Regions from separate parts of the Sus scrofa genome. Here regions 1 and 2 are each linked to region 3. Evidence: chromatin contacts called from public HiChIP or PLAC-seq and promoter capture Hi-C data. All regions are on one chromosome and are shown on one strand. The core of a region is the stretch at or near the end of the contact, and the rest is flanking DNA. Distances in the headings are between cores, read along the strand shown. Region 1 holds the start of MCAM (cell surface glycoprotein MUC18). Region 2 holds the start of LOC100522201 (histone H2AX). Region 3 holds the start of CBL (E3 ubiquitin-protein ligase CBL).

Region 1 (4,225 bases), core at 356-2,855, 110 kb after region 3:
CTGGGCCAAGAGGAAGGCCACTTTCCTTCCAGGCCCCCTCCTCTCTGGGTGAGCTCAGACTGTGGGAATGCAAGGCATGTGCCAGGCCTGGGCACACAGGCCCTTTATGTCCCACACCCGGAGAAGACATCACTCTCCCCTTTGCCTCCTCCCTAAATCCCCATAAAAGCCAATGGGCCAACCCTGGCCAGGAGACCCTTATCTCATACTCCCTCAGCAGCACCGCTGTGAACATCCCACACACTCAAGGGACCCCATCTCGGGAGCCTCGTGCGTGTGGAGGGGTCAGAGTCATGGAGGGGCTAGAATCTCTCCCTGAGGTAAGGGCAGGGGTCAGGGCAAGGACCAGGCAGTGAGCAGGAGTGACGTCAGTGGTGCCAGCGTGCTGCCCGCCCCGCGAGGAGGTGATGTCACTCCATACCATCTGGCCGGACTCGGGTGCCTGGGTGGCTGCCCTGGGCTGACAAGCAGAGCAGATGGAGTGGTCTACAACCAGAGCAGAAGCTTGAGATCCCTAGTTCCTTTTCCCCAGAGCTAGAAGGGCAGGGCTGGGTGGGGCTGGACCTTCTGCAGCTGTGGAGCCCGATTTAGCCCTTTCCCCAGAAGGGCTTGGGAGGCAGCAGCCGAGGGTACCCCAGGGGCTGTCAGCACCGGCATGAGGCCACCCTAGTTCCCAGACCTCCCCTTCCCCAGCCAAAGAGAGGCTGGGACCGGGGAAAGGGAGCCAAGAGAAACGCGACACCGCTGCGGGCCATACAAGGGCACCATGAACCTGGGAGCGCCGGGCTCCTGGGCAGTTCCAGAGAAAAACTCCGAGGTGCAAGGGTGCATTTTCCACTTGAATGTGGTCCCATTCCGGGAAGTGTAACAAGTCTGGGCACTTCCGCTCTGGGAATCCTCGATCCTTCGTCCCTGCCACCTGTGATCCCGTCACCCGGGTAGGCGCGAGGCGACCCACACCGCCCTCCAGCCTCTGCCAACGCCCTGCTGGGGCGGGAGCCGCCGTTCCTCCCCCTCTCGCTCACCTCCAGCCTGGCTCAAAGCCCAGGCGGGAGAAGGAGGGGTCGGCGCATCCCCTCCAGCTAAGAGAGCTGCCTTTTCCAGCAACAGGCGAGCGCGGAATTCAGGTTTGGGGGATGCACTGTAGCTGCGTCTCCCGCCAAAGCTCTAAACGCGGGCCCCCAGAAAAAGCACCTGAGGAAAAGCTCTCCACAGAACCCAAGAGACTCGGCCCACCCCTTCCCGCTCCAAGAAGCAGCCCCCCGCCTTTCCAATTAGGCTCCCAGGACGGTCTGGAATAGAGCTGCAAACTGGTTGCAAAGAAGAGTTGCACGCGCGCAAGGCGCTCGGTGCCCGAGACTTGGGGAGGAGGAGCGCACGCCGCAGTGCAAAGCCCGGGTCCCCGTCTCGATGCCGGCTCTGCTCCCGGGCACGCTCCGCCGAAGATTCCCGGGCCAGGCCGTTCGGGGCGCGGGCCCCCCAGCTAGTTCACTCACCCGCAACGCGGCGACAGCAGCAGCAGGAGGCTAGCAGGAAGGCACAGATGAGCCCGGACGTCCCCATGCTTCCCGGCCGGAGGGCGAGAGCCAAGTGAGGGAGCTCGCGGCTGCCGGGGCTGACGTCAGGGGGGCGGGGGAGGGGGCCCGGAGCGCCGGGGCCGGCCTGCCACGCCCCGCGCAGCCCCCCGCGCCCCCCCGCCCAGCTCGCCGCAGCCCTAGGGGGCGGGCCCGGCGCCGAGATGCCCGGAGCTTTGCTGCGGGACCGCGCGGCGCGAGGGGAGGCCGGAGCCCGCCTCCCAGCTCCCAGCTGGGGAACCGAGAGGGGGCGGCGACAGGTGTCTCCCGGCCGGACTGCCCAGCCGAGACGGCAACGTGGGGAAGCTGGCACGGATGCTCGAAGTCCCACCGCTTCAGATCCCGCCGCGCTCACCCCGGCTCAGCCCCCGCCCATCCGTGTAGCCCTGGGGGACCTCCTGGCGGAGAAGCCACTGACCTGGTCCTTGGCGTCCGGATGGGGGCCTCCCTCCCATTCCATTCCTCTCCCTGCCTCCTCCTCCGCCTCTCCGGACCCCTGCCACAGAGAACGATTGCACCACGGCGGCTGCCGCCGGCCTGGCATTGCAGTCCTGGCAGCTTTGAGGGAAGAACCGTAGGCCCAGGTCCACAGACCCAGAGGTGCCTTTACTGGGGCGTGGAGATGGCGCTCTAAGGGCTGTCCCTTCATTCCCAGCTCTTGTAAGTCCGTCTTTACCTAGAGGAAGGAAGGAGGGGCCGGATTCCCAGGCCCAGGGTTGTCCCACTTGTCCAGGCCCCGGCCTCCGTCTTGAGACGTCTGCTTCTGCCCTCTGCACTCATCGAGCCTAGTCCCACTCACTCTCGCCTCGCCTGAGTGAGGAAGAGGGGAGGGAAGAGAGTACATGGGTGTGAGGTCTCCAGCTTGACCCCCATTGTCTTTTGCTGTGCGGGAGGGTTGAAAGGACCCCTGCAGCGGGACTCTGCCCCTTCCACCAGGCCTCTCAAGCCCCCTGTTGCTGCGGCTCAGCTGCTGCCAGGAAGGGTTTGGAGCAGGAATCAGCAGGAACCTCAGGCTGCCCGGCCTGAGTGAGATCTGCCACACAGCCAGGTGAGGGGAACCCGGTAGCCCCCTTCGTCCCAAACCTTGGGTCTTCTGGCCTCTTGAACTAAAAGTGAGAGTGGACCCTTGCATCAGAGACCCCCCCCCCCCGCCCAGTCCCCTATCCCTGGGAAAGGGGTCCACATCTGCTGGGACTCCTTCAACAAGGAGGGTCCAAAGGGAGCCTGGGGTAGAGTCCAACTGGCTGGCAGGGCAGCCTGCTGCTGGTTGGGGGAGGAGCAGAATGAGGCAGCAAATGCCAGAGATGGGCAGGTGACTTGAGAGGATGCTCTGGGATAGTGTTTTGATGACAAAGAGATGACACTCGAACCACATCAGCCCTTTCTTTCGGAACCTTAGCGGAACCTTTGCTGACCCCCTCCTCCGTCTCCGTTAGTGGCCAGAGGCCATGGCAAGCCAGCCAGGCCAGAGGCTGGAGCCTGGGGTGGGGGGCGGTCGGGGGATTGAGAAGAGGAGGGTTCTTCCCTCTCCCCCAGAGTGAATGTATGGACTGGCCCAGGGCCCAGAGTGGAATGGATGCTGATGCGGTGGTTTGCCTGCAGGGGCAGGAGTGGGGATGGCTGAAGGATGCTGTTGGCCCTGGCAAGCCCGGAGCTGGGCATGGTGCTTGGCTTCCCTGCCCCCACCCGCTTCCCTTCACTTAACCCCATTAACTAATCATTCTCTCTCTGGCCTGAAAACAAAGCCAGCTAACCACCAAGGACGGTCAGTTCAGAATGGTTCTTCCGCCCTGAGAAAAGTGAAGCCAGGTGGGGGTGGAGGAGCTGCCTCTGCAGTGAAGGGAAAGTGAGGTTAGAGACCCCGGTGACATCCCTTCCCTGCACGTCCCCAGCAAACAAGCACAAAGACTGTCCTTTAAGGAAGCCAGTAGCCTGGGGTGATCTGGGCTGCCAGGGAGTGGGTGGTAGAAGTCAGGGGCAGACAACTCTGGGATGTCTTCATGAGGGGGGCCTCTCAGATTCCAAACCAAAAAGAGGTCAGGACCTTGGAGAAGATTCAGAGGGGACTGGAGACAGAAGAAAAAGGAGTGACGGCAGCACGGGGTGAAAGAGCGAAGGGTAGAGGGTATCAGCCCTCCAGCTCCTCTAAGATGCCAGCAGATAGAGCTTCAGCAGTTCTAGGCAAGAGAGAAGGCGGCAGGGGAACTTGCAGCGAGAAAGGATGGCGATCAAGGAGGCAGCCCCCGATCTTCCATCAGCAGAGACTCTCGGCGCCTGGACTGGTTTGGAGGCAGCCTTGCTCCTCCAAGATCAGATCAGAAGACCAAGATTAGAAGAGACTCAGGCCAGAGTCCTAATTTTTTGCCTCTTTTCTCCCCAAAGGAAAGGGCAGGAAGGCTGCCTTCCTCCACCTCCATGGTAGGACCAGGCTACTCAGACTTGAGAGGACTTGCTGTGTCCAGTGCCCTCTGTGTGTTTCTCTGCTATAGATCTGACCACAGGTAGAGAAACTGGGGCTGCATGGGGTGGTGGCCATGGTCTGGGTCCCTTAGCTCCTGTCTCCAGCATGAGTGGGGCTTTCATTTCATTGTAGGAAGTGGAGAAGAGCGGGGCCCCACCTCGGTGGAGTTGGAGGTAAAAAGCCAAGGATG
Region 2 (3,909 bases), core at 294-2,793, 110 kb before region 3:
GACGGGGGTTAATGGACTAGTAGTGCTGGTATCTAGGTGCTTGGCTTGCCCAGTGGGCCCGCCGGGAGGGGAGCGGGCCTGGGGGCGCGGCCCCCACCCCGCCCGGACCGGCCACCGCGGGAGACGCTCACACCGCCAAGTGTCTCGTCCGGACGCGCACGGGCCTGCGAGCGGAGATGGAGGGAGCGCGGACGTGCAAGGCCCGGGACCCGGCAGCAAAGGGGCCCCGGAACAAATGTGACCGACTCCGCCGCCGCCCGAAATCGAGTTCCGTCTGAAGTCGCGGCCGGAGCAACGGGCTGGAGAGTAACGCGCGCGGCCCCGCCGGCGGCCTCTGCACCCACTCACCTTCCCGCCGCGCTCCCCGGCCCTGCGTCAGCACGGCCGGCCCAGCCTTCCATTAGGCGCCGCGTCCTCCCCGCAGCCCATCAGCGTCTGCGGCCAGGCCAGCAGTCACGAGCTGGACCCCGGGGCCGAGCGGCTTTCAAACGGCCGTCCTCGGCGGAGCCACAGCGGGAGCGGGCCGCGCGGGGGAGGGGCGGGCAGGCGGCGGCGGCGGCGGCGAGGCTGGGGAGGGGGCGAGCGCGCGGCCGGGAGCCCGTCGTGGCCCAGCTCTTTCCGTGAGGGCTGTGGTGGCCCTTAAAAGGGCCTTTGTGGTGGCGAAGGGAAGACCGGGCGGCGGCCGTGGCGGCGCAGGCGGCCTCAGTACTCCTGCGAGGCCTGGGTGGCCTTCTTGCCGCCGGCGGGCGCCTTCGGCCCCACGGTGGCGCTGGTCTTCTTGGGCAGCAACACGGCCTGGATATTGGGCAGGACGCCTCCCTGGGCGATCGTCACGCCGCCCAGCAGCTTGTTGAGCTCCTCGTCGTTGCGGATGGCCAACTGCAGGTGGCGAGGGATGATCCGCGTCTTCTTGTTGTCGCGGGCCGCGTTGCCCGCCAGCTCCAGGATCTCGGCGGTGAGGTACTCGAGCACCGCCGCCAGGTAGACTGGCGCGCCGGCGCCCACTCGCTCGGCATAGTGGCCCTTGCGCAGCAGGCGGTGCACGCGGCCCACCGGGAACTGGAGGCCGGCGCGTGATGAGCGAGACTTGGCCTTGGCGCGGGCCTTGCCGCCGGTCTTGCCGCGGCCCGACATGCTGCGTGAGGTAGATGTACGTTGAGGAGAACGCCTCGCAGGGACGAAAAACAGCCGCCGCCGCAGTCCAACTGGTGCCGCGCGCGCCCAGAAGCCGCCCTTATAAGCCCCCCAGGGCACACCCCCGCGCCCTCCTGATTGGCTCTTTTCTTTAATACCCGCCTCCGGTTGGCTGCAGTTAACCAATCGGTGGCGCGCCCCGGCTGAGAGAACGCGCCCTCCGATTGGTAGAATTTGAAAACCTTCTGCCCGGGGAAAGAGGCGAGGAGGAGCTGCAGCGAGCCCACAGCAAACCACTCTCCGGTGTAGCCAATCCATGTGAAGCGCGCCAGATTTAAACACTACAGCCCTACTCCAGAACCGGAAGACATAGACAGTGAGGTCTGAAGCCATCTCAGGGAAATGTGTGTGGGACTTAAGGTTTTTAAAGAAAAGGGGTCAGCACTACTGACTACTCTGCCTCACTTCCCAGGTCTGGTCACGCCCTCCTATCTGGCAAAAAAGGCATGAAAAAGGGAAGGAATTAGAGACCCTCTGCAAGTTCGACCCCATACCAGATAATGCCAATCTTATGGCTCTCTACGCCACGGAGCAGCAGGATTTCAGTATTTACTCAACATGTTCTACCTGGTTTGTTCTTTGTGTTCACTTCTTGCTAGAAGTGGCCTGAGGTACTGAAAGAAAAAGGATGAGGCAGAGAGATAGGCAAACTCTTAGAGGAAATGCCTCCACCAACACTCCCAATCTACCTTAAAATGCCCACATAGGAAATACACCTACAGAAACAACAAGAAAAAACAACTTTTTATTGTTGCCACTGGGAGCACCTGGCCCCCCAGTCTGCTCTGAATCATCAGAATACTTAATTATAGTCAAATGTCAAGTCATCCTCAAGCCTGTGACCCTATCCGCAGCCAGGGTTCTATCCCCAGGCCCAGCATATTCCTTGAGTGTCAGAGTTGTGGGTAACTGCATAAAAGCTACAGTATTCCCTGCTTAGGTGGCTGCAAAAGTGGGATGGAGAGGGAGAGTGGCAAGTTGAAGAAAGCCATAAGCAAAGTTCAATCAACAGCCCTAGAGGGCAAGAAAGGCCCAAGGATGTCAATAATCATAGGGGAAAGGAAATGCTGAGGACAAAATCTGGAGAATGAAGGGTGGGAGAGGCTTGGACCAGGAGGCAGTCTTGGTCCAGAAGAGCTGAGCCTGAGTCAGGGACCCTAGTGGTTATGAAGCAAAAGGCAATGATTAGGCGACTCAGACATCATAGAAGAGTCGGACAAGCTGGTAACGAATGGAGAAGGTGACAGCACTGCCCACGACCTGCAAGGAGAAACAAACTAGAGTCAGAACCATGGAGAAAGGGAGAGAAGGAGGTGTAAACCCCACTCCCAACAGCACTGCACCTGCAGCAGTAGCAGGAACAGGGTGAGATTTCTCTCATGCATGGGCCCAAAGACTTTGAGTAGCAAGTTGATGAGGGTCATGTTGTTACACTCTGTGAAGGCACCATCCTCATTCTCACTCTGGCGCACGGTCACTAGCCGGAGGCTCTCTGCTACCTGGAGGGACCAGAAGTGGAGAGGACTTCAGCTAATACCCATGCTTCAGGAATGGGGATCTGCTTAATGCTTCCAAGCTCCCCATGGAGCTGATGAAGGCCTAGGTTCCCCATTCCCTGAATTCAGAATGGCAGCCTAGAGCCTTACCTCCTTGTTACCCTGTTACCTTTAGAATAAAGGTGCCCAAGAAAGAGAGGCTCTTGGTCTTGAACTTGGAATAGCTCATCTCCAGTTTGCCTGTCTTGGTATTGAGTCTGCAGGGGAAGAGACCTTCATGTGACTGGGCCACTACTCAACGAACTCTCCTCACTGTGGTTAATTAATAAAAAGAGCACTGAAAGTGGAGTCAAACACCCTAAGATCTATTTCTGGCTCTCCTCGTTAGCTCCCTGTAATCAGAGCTGCTGTGAACATCAAATGAGATCATGTAACTAAATGTGCTCTGTAATGTATAAAAGGCTGACCACGTGGAAGGCGTTAGCCCTCCTTTAGGCCCACTCCCTTTGCCCAGCAAATGTCTAAGGCATCCCAAGTGAAAAAGCCTTTCAAGTCCCGAAGCAGTTACCTGGGCATACGGTGGCGCGGGCAGGGGATGATATGCAGGAGCTGAGGCAGTGAGTAGAGGAAGTTGAACACCTGAGGCATGAAGAAGAGTAGCATAGTCTTGCTGAAGTGTCCCAAGATGCCCACCACGGCAAAGGTCATGCCAGCAAAGTAGCAGAAGGTATCTCCCACAAACACCCGGGATGGGTACCTGTGGGGGGGAGGGGATCTTAGCCAGTGGCCAGAAGCAGAACTAATCCTTTCTCTCACATTGCACACCCTGGGCTCTGGGTTAACCCCAACCCTAGTTCTGGCTTAGAGGAGATGCTAGCTCTCCCAGCAGCATTCCAGGACCCAAGGTTCTGATTCCAACTATTCTTGGGGCCCCAGAGCACCTGGCCCCAGCTATTGCTGGGGAGAGAATAAGGTTTAAGAATATTACCAACTGAAAACCCAGAAAACACTCAATACAGGGATGCACAAGTTTAGCCTCTCCATCAGAAGACAGGCCACAATCAGGACCATACTGGCCACTTGTTCAAACAGCTGTCACCCTATCCACAGGGCTACTTACCAGTTATGGTAGAGCAATCCCAAAGTGGTGAAGAAAAAAGGTATCATGAAGTAGAGGGAAAAGACGTGATCATCCCGATAATCACCTTTAGAAGCAGGG
Region 3 (4,127 bases), core at 144-2,643:
GAAGGAATTCTGGTATTTTGTAACTTGATGAGCATAGGATACAGATATTGGAACAGTATAAAACTACTGTAAGGCTGTTTGGTGTTAGATCATGACCGTTAACTTCAGGAGGTAACAGGGATGTTTAAAGTGCTTTTTTGTGTGTGACGGTGTCAGAGCTAGACTTTAAGAACACTGGCTTGGTAGCAGAATGGATTGGCGGTGGCAGGGAAATCAGTGAGGAAAGTGTTTCAATAGACCAAGGAAGAGAGAAGGAGGATTGACAAGTAAGGGTGGAGGCACTAGGGATGCAAAATCTTGACAATTATCTAAGAGCTTTGCCTAGATTTTTTTCTTTAGACATTTTAACTCTTTCTAGGTAGGAACTGATTAATGGAAATTCTACTGATAGGGAATGACTCCACTGATAGATGAAGGCCATTGAATTGCAAACCAAGGATGTCTGGCTGAAGAGTGCTCAAGTGCGGAGATATTTTTTCCCCTCTTACAGGATCATTTGATAAGCTTAATCCCCTAATCAGTCAAGAGCTTTGTGGAAGAACCAGGCATGGAATCTAAGGAGGAACTGAGTACTTATTGACACACTGGGGCCTGCAAGCTCCCAAAGCTGAGGTTCAGAATTAGCAAATTAGGGCAGGGCACTTCCTTCTTTAGGAGGGAAGTTCTTTTTTTTTTTTTTTTTTCAAAGCTCTTCCAACAGAACTTTTAGATTAGAAACTGACGTGACTGGAAACCGCCTTTCTGTTTCATGGGAGCAGTGAGTATTCCTCAGGCCTGGGCTTGAAGGTCACAGTTTCCATGCTGGGGGCCTGATGTTAGATATGCCCACCTGCAGAGCAATGCGCTGAGCAGGGTAACTTAAGAAAATATTCAATTCCCAGAAAAGGAACTAGTATTCAAAGGGAAAAAAAAGGGAGAACTATTTTGTTTTCAGAAGGTCAAAGGGCCTGGAAGAAAAGCTTGCGGCCTGAGTGTCTCAAGATTTTCTGGGGTCTAAACAGGATGCAACAATCTGCAGCAGTCACATTCCTGTGCTTGGTCCCGACTTAACAAGTTTAGAACACTAACTTCCCTTTTTCACCCACAATGTGAAGAAACAAATAACTTTAAGTTCAATTTCCTCATCTGTCAGGTGTGGAGGAAAGGCTAGACGACGAGATTCTTTCAAGAGCTACCTGTCTTAATTTAAAGGCTCCAATAACCCTCTCCAAGAGCAACGACCAACCACCCATAAGGAATATGGAGGGCTTGACTGCTACCCAGTGCGCAGACTCCATGTTAGACCCCGCCCCGTCCTTTCCCCGCTCCTCCAGCAGGGGGCACTGGCGTGAAGGTTCTGCCTGGGCCCGCCCCCCCGGGGCAGGGACTCCGGAGGCGGCGCGGAAACTTGGCCGCCGCTTTCCGGGAGCCGTGGCTTGGGAGGAGGTCGCTCCCCTCTCCAGAGGCGGCCTCCGACTTCCCTGAGCTCCGCGCGCTCCTCCCGCCCCCGGGCTCGCGCTCTCTGAAGGGGCGCGCCCGCGCGGACTCGCGCTCCGGGCTCCGCCCCCTCCCCCTCCCCTCGGCCGCCCCTCCCTCGGCCCGGACAGCCGGCGGCGGTGGCGGCGGCGGCCGGGAGAGGCCCCTCCTTCACGCCCTCCTTCTTTCCCTCACTCGCAGCAGAGCGGAGCCGGCGGACGCGGCTGGGCCCCTCACCCTCCCCGGGCCATGGCCGGCAATGTGAAAAAGAGCTCTGGGGCCGGGGGCGGCGGCGGCTCCGGAGGATCGGGCTCGGGCGGCCTGATCGGGCTCATGAAGGACGCCTTCCAGCCGCACCACCACCACCACCACCTCAGCCCCCACCCGCCAGGGACCGTGGACAAGAAGATGGTGGAGAAGTGCTGGAAGCTCATGGACAAGGTGAAAGGCCTGCCTAGGACCCGCGGGAGCAGGGGTGGGTGTGGGCGGAGGGGCCGAGGGAGGGGAAGGAAGGGACAGAGGAAGCTGGGGGAGGGGACGGGTCGTGCGAGGCTGGGAGGCGAGGAACTGGGGTGACGGGGCCGAGGGGTGGGGGCGTAGGGGTGGGGAGGAGGACCGGAGGATGGGGGTCGACGGTGGGGGAAGGGCTGCGGTTGGGATTGGGGAACGTTGAGATGGTGTGTTTGGGGTTGCAAGACAAAGATGGGGTGGGGGCTGGGGCGAAGGTTAACTGGGGAGCCACCGGGGCGGAAGTATAATGGGGGGTGCAGAGTTTGGGGCTCTGTGCAGAGAGTAAGGATGTGGGTCACGGAATTGGCCCCGGGAGATAGGAGGGAGGCGGGTGAGGAAGAGCTCTTGATTTACCGGCTAAGAACTATTAGCTGGATGAGCTCTAAGGAATTACTTTTACGGGCTCCGATTGAGAGACCTGGGGTCCTGACAACTCCGCAGGCAAACCGCGCTCTGGGTGAACATTTCGGTTTTTTTCTCGTTAAGATGTAACTCCGAGATAAAAGAAATGGGGGATGTTTAAATGGGCCGAGGGAGGAACTTTCCTCCCCATATAGCGCTGGCTCAAGTTTTTATCCCCCAAAACATTGGATGGGATCCATTGCTGGTGCTGAGAAATGCACTGATTAAACCACAAGTTCTGGTTATAACTATTATCTTCGGAGAGATGTATTGCCTGAGCGGGTTAAGCAGCAGATTCTGACTCTTTCAGAACTTCCTCCTTACACACCCAGCTTTTCAGTGGGTTCTACCTTTTTGGGTAACAGGACCTGACACCTTAGTACAGAATCTGATTTTAAGCTTGTCTGATGCGCCGTCTTGATTACCTTTTTTCGGTAGTGTGGAAAATAACTCCACTTTAATTTTGGCGTTTGGGAGAATTTTACTTCTTCATAGCTGTGTCTGTGTAATGACATATAGTAGTCTCAAGTATTTAAACAGTCTTTTTGTTCCAGAGAATTCAATATTGCCTTGCTGTTTTTCACACTTAGTAATAACTTATTTTTAAAAAATTCATACTGCAGATGAAAAGTGATTAGAGGTATCTGATATATATTGTAAGAATGGTTTTATTTCCTCCAGAGTAAAATTGGTTTTCTTTGGTTCCACTCTGGGCCTAGGTCTCCCTTCTGAAAAGTTCTTAATGGATTATTTTGGACTTGGAACAGCTAATAAAAGTGATTATGAAGCACTTGGCAAATATAAATGTGGTATATAAATGCTTAATAAGTCCTGTGTGTGAATTAGCGCTCCTGTAGTGCATACCAGTGGTTTCAGGAGCTACTTTTTCAGGGTTAGTTTTTCTCCTGTAAAGCAATTGGTATTGTAATTAATACATTTTGTTATCCAATTTGTAATACAAATAATAGTATTTGTATGTTGATTATGTTGGTGTTGTAATGCTAATTTTATTATTAGAAATTGTAACAAAACCAATACAGAAAGTTAGGCATGTAAAGTAAATCTTAAGTGCATAGATACCTTTTATTTTTATTTTTATTTTTTCTCATCTGTTGTCTTTTGAGGGCTGCACCCTCGGCATATGGAGGTTCCCAGGCTAGGGGTCTAATCAGAGCTGTAGCCACTGGCCTACACCACAGCCACAGCAACACAGGATCCAAGCCTCATCTTTGACCTATACCACAGCTCATGGTGACGCCAGATCCTTTACACACTGATTGAGGCCAGGGATTGAACCCGAAACCTCATGGTTCCTAGTTGGATTCGTTTCCTCTGCGCCATGACAGGAACTCCAAATGCATTGATACCTTTATTATTATTATTTTTTTTCTGTCTTTTTGCCTTTGCTGGGGCCGCTCCCACGGCACATGGAGGTTCTCAGGCTAGGGGTCGAATTGGAGCCATAGCCGCCTGCCTACGCCAGAGCCACAGCAACGCAGGATCCGAGCTGCGCCTGCAACCTACACCACAGCTCAGGGCAACACCAGATCCTTAACCCACTGAGCAAGGCCAGGGATCGAACCCGCAACCTCATGGTTCCCAGTCGGATTCGTTAACCACTGAGCCATGACGCGAACTCAGAAATGCATTGATACCTTTTAAAAAATGTATTGAATCTATTCAAAATCTGAAGTTTGTAGGTTTCCATTTTAGGGGTTTAGAGTTAAAAAAGTTTCTCCTGGAATAGAAAAAATTGGCAT

The links. Promoter capture Hi-C pulls out the DNA fragments that hold promoters and counts their contacts. HiChIP or PLAC-seq counts read pairs in DNA pulled down with a chosen protein or histone mark.
Region 1: a promoter capture Hi-C map of fetal skeletal muscle shows a contact between it and region 3, with 5 times the contacts expected there. The contact joins the promoter of MCAM here to the promoter of CBL in region 3. A contact is called at or near these places in 2 of 5 promoter capture datasets (fetal skeletal muscle and liver), 13 of 47 Hi-C or Micro-C datasets (blood, embryonic fibroblasts, fetal heart ventricle and 8 more) and 2 of 2 datasets of contacts at active chromatin or transcription factors (alveolar macrophages and skeletal muscle).
Region 2: a contact with region 3 is called in an H3K27ac HiChIP or PLAC-seq map of alveolar macrophages. The contact joins the promoter of LOC100522201 here to the promoter of CBL in region 3. A contact is called at or near these places in 2 of 5 promoter capture datasets (fetal skeletal muscle and liver), 1 of 47 Hi-C or Micro-C datasets (embryonic fibroblasts) and 1 of 2 datasets of contacts at active chromatin or transcription factors (alveolar macrophages).

The regions. Positions count from the first base shown.
Region 1 is chr9:46,520,486-46,524,710 of Sscrofa11.1, forward strand. MCAM (cell surface glycoprotein MUC18) reads right to left here and starts at 1,606. Exons shown (of 16, transcript XM_005667431.3): 1 at 1,497-1,606. The coding sequence starts at 1,563.
Region 2 is chr9:46,308,951-46,312,859 of Sscrofa11.1, forward strand. LOC100522201 (histone H2AX) reads right to left here and starts at 1,544. Exons shown (of 1, transcript XM_003129950.5): 1 at 1-1,544. The coding sequence starts at 1,527. The coding sequence ends at 703. DPAGT1 (UDP-N-acetylglucosamine--dolichyl-phosphate N-acetylglucosaminephosphotransferase) reads right to left here. Exons shown (of 9, transcript XM_003129927.4): 5 at 3,811-3,895; 6 at 3,259-3,447; 7 at 2,860-2,947; 8 at 2,538-2,693; 9 at 1-2,454. The coding sequence ends at 2,389.
Region 3 is chr9:46,415,544-46,419,670 of Sscrofa11.1, forward strand. CBL (E3 ubiquitin-protein ligase CBL) reads left to right here and starts at 1,394. Exons shown (of 16, transcript XM_003129932.4): 1 at 1,394-1,896. The coding sequence starts at 1,705.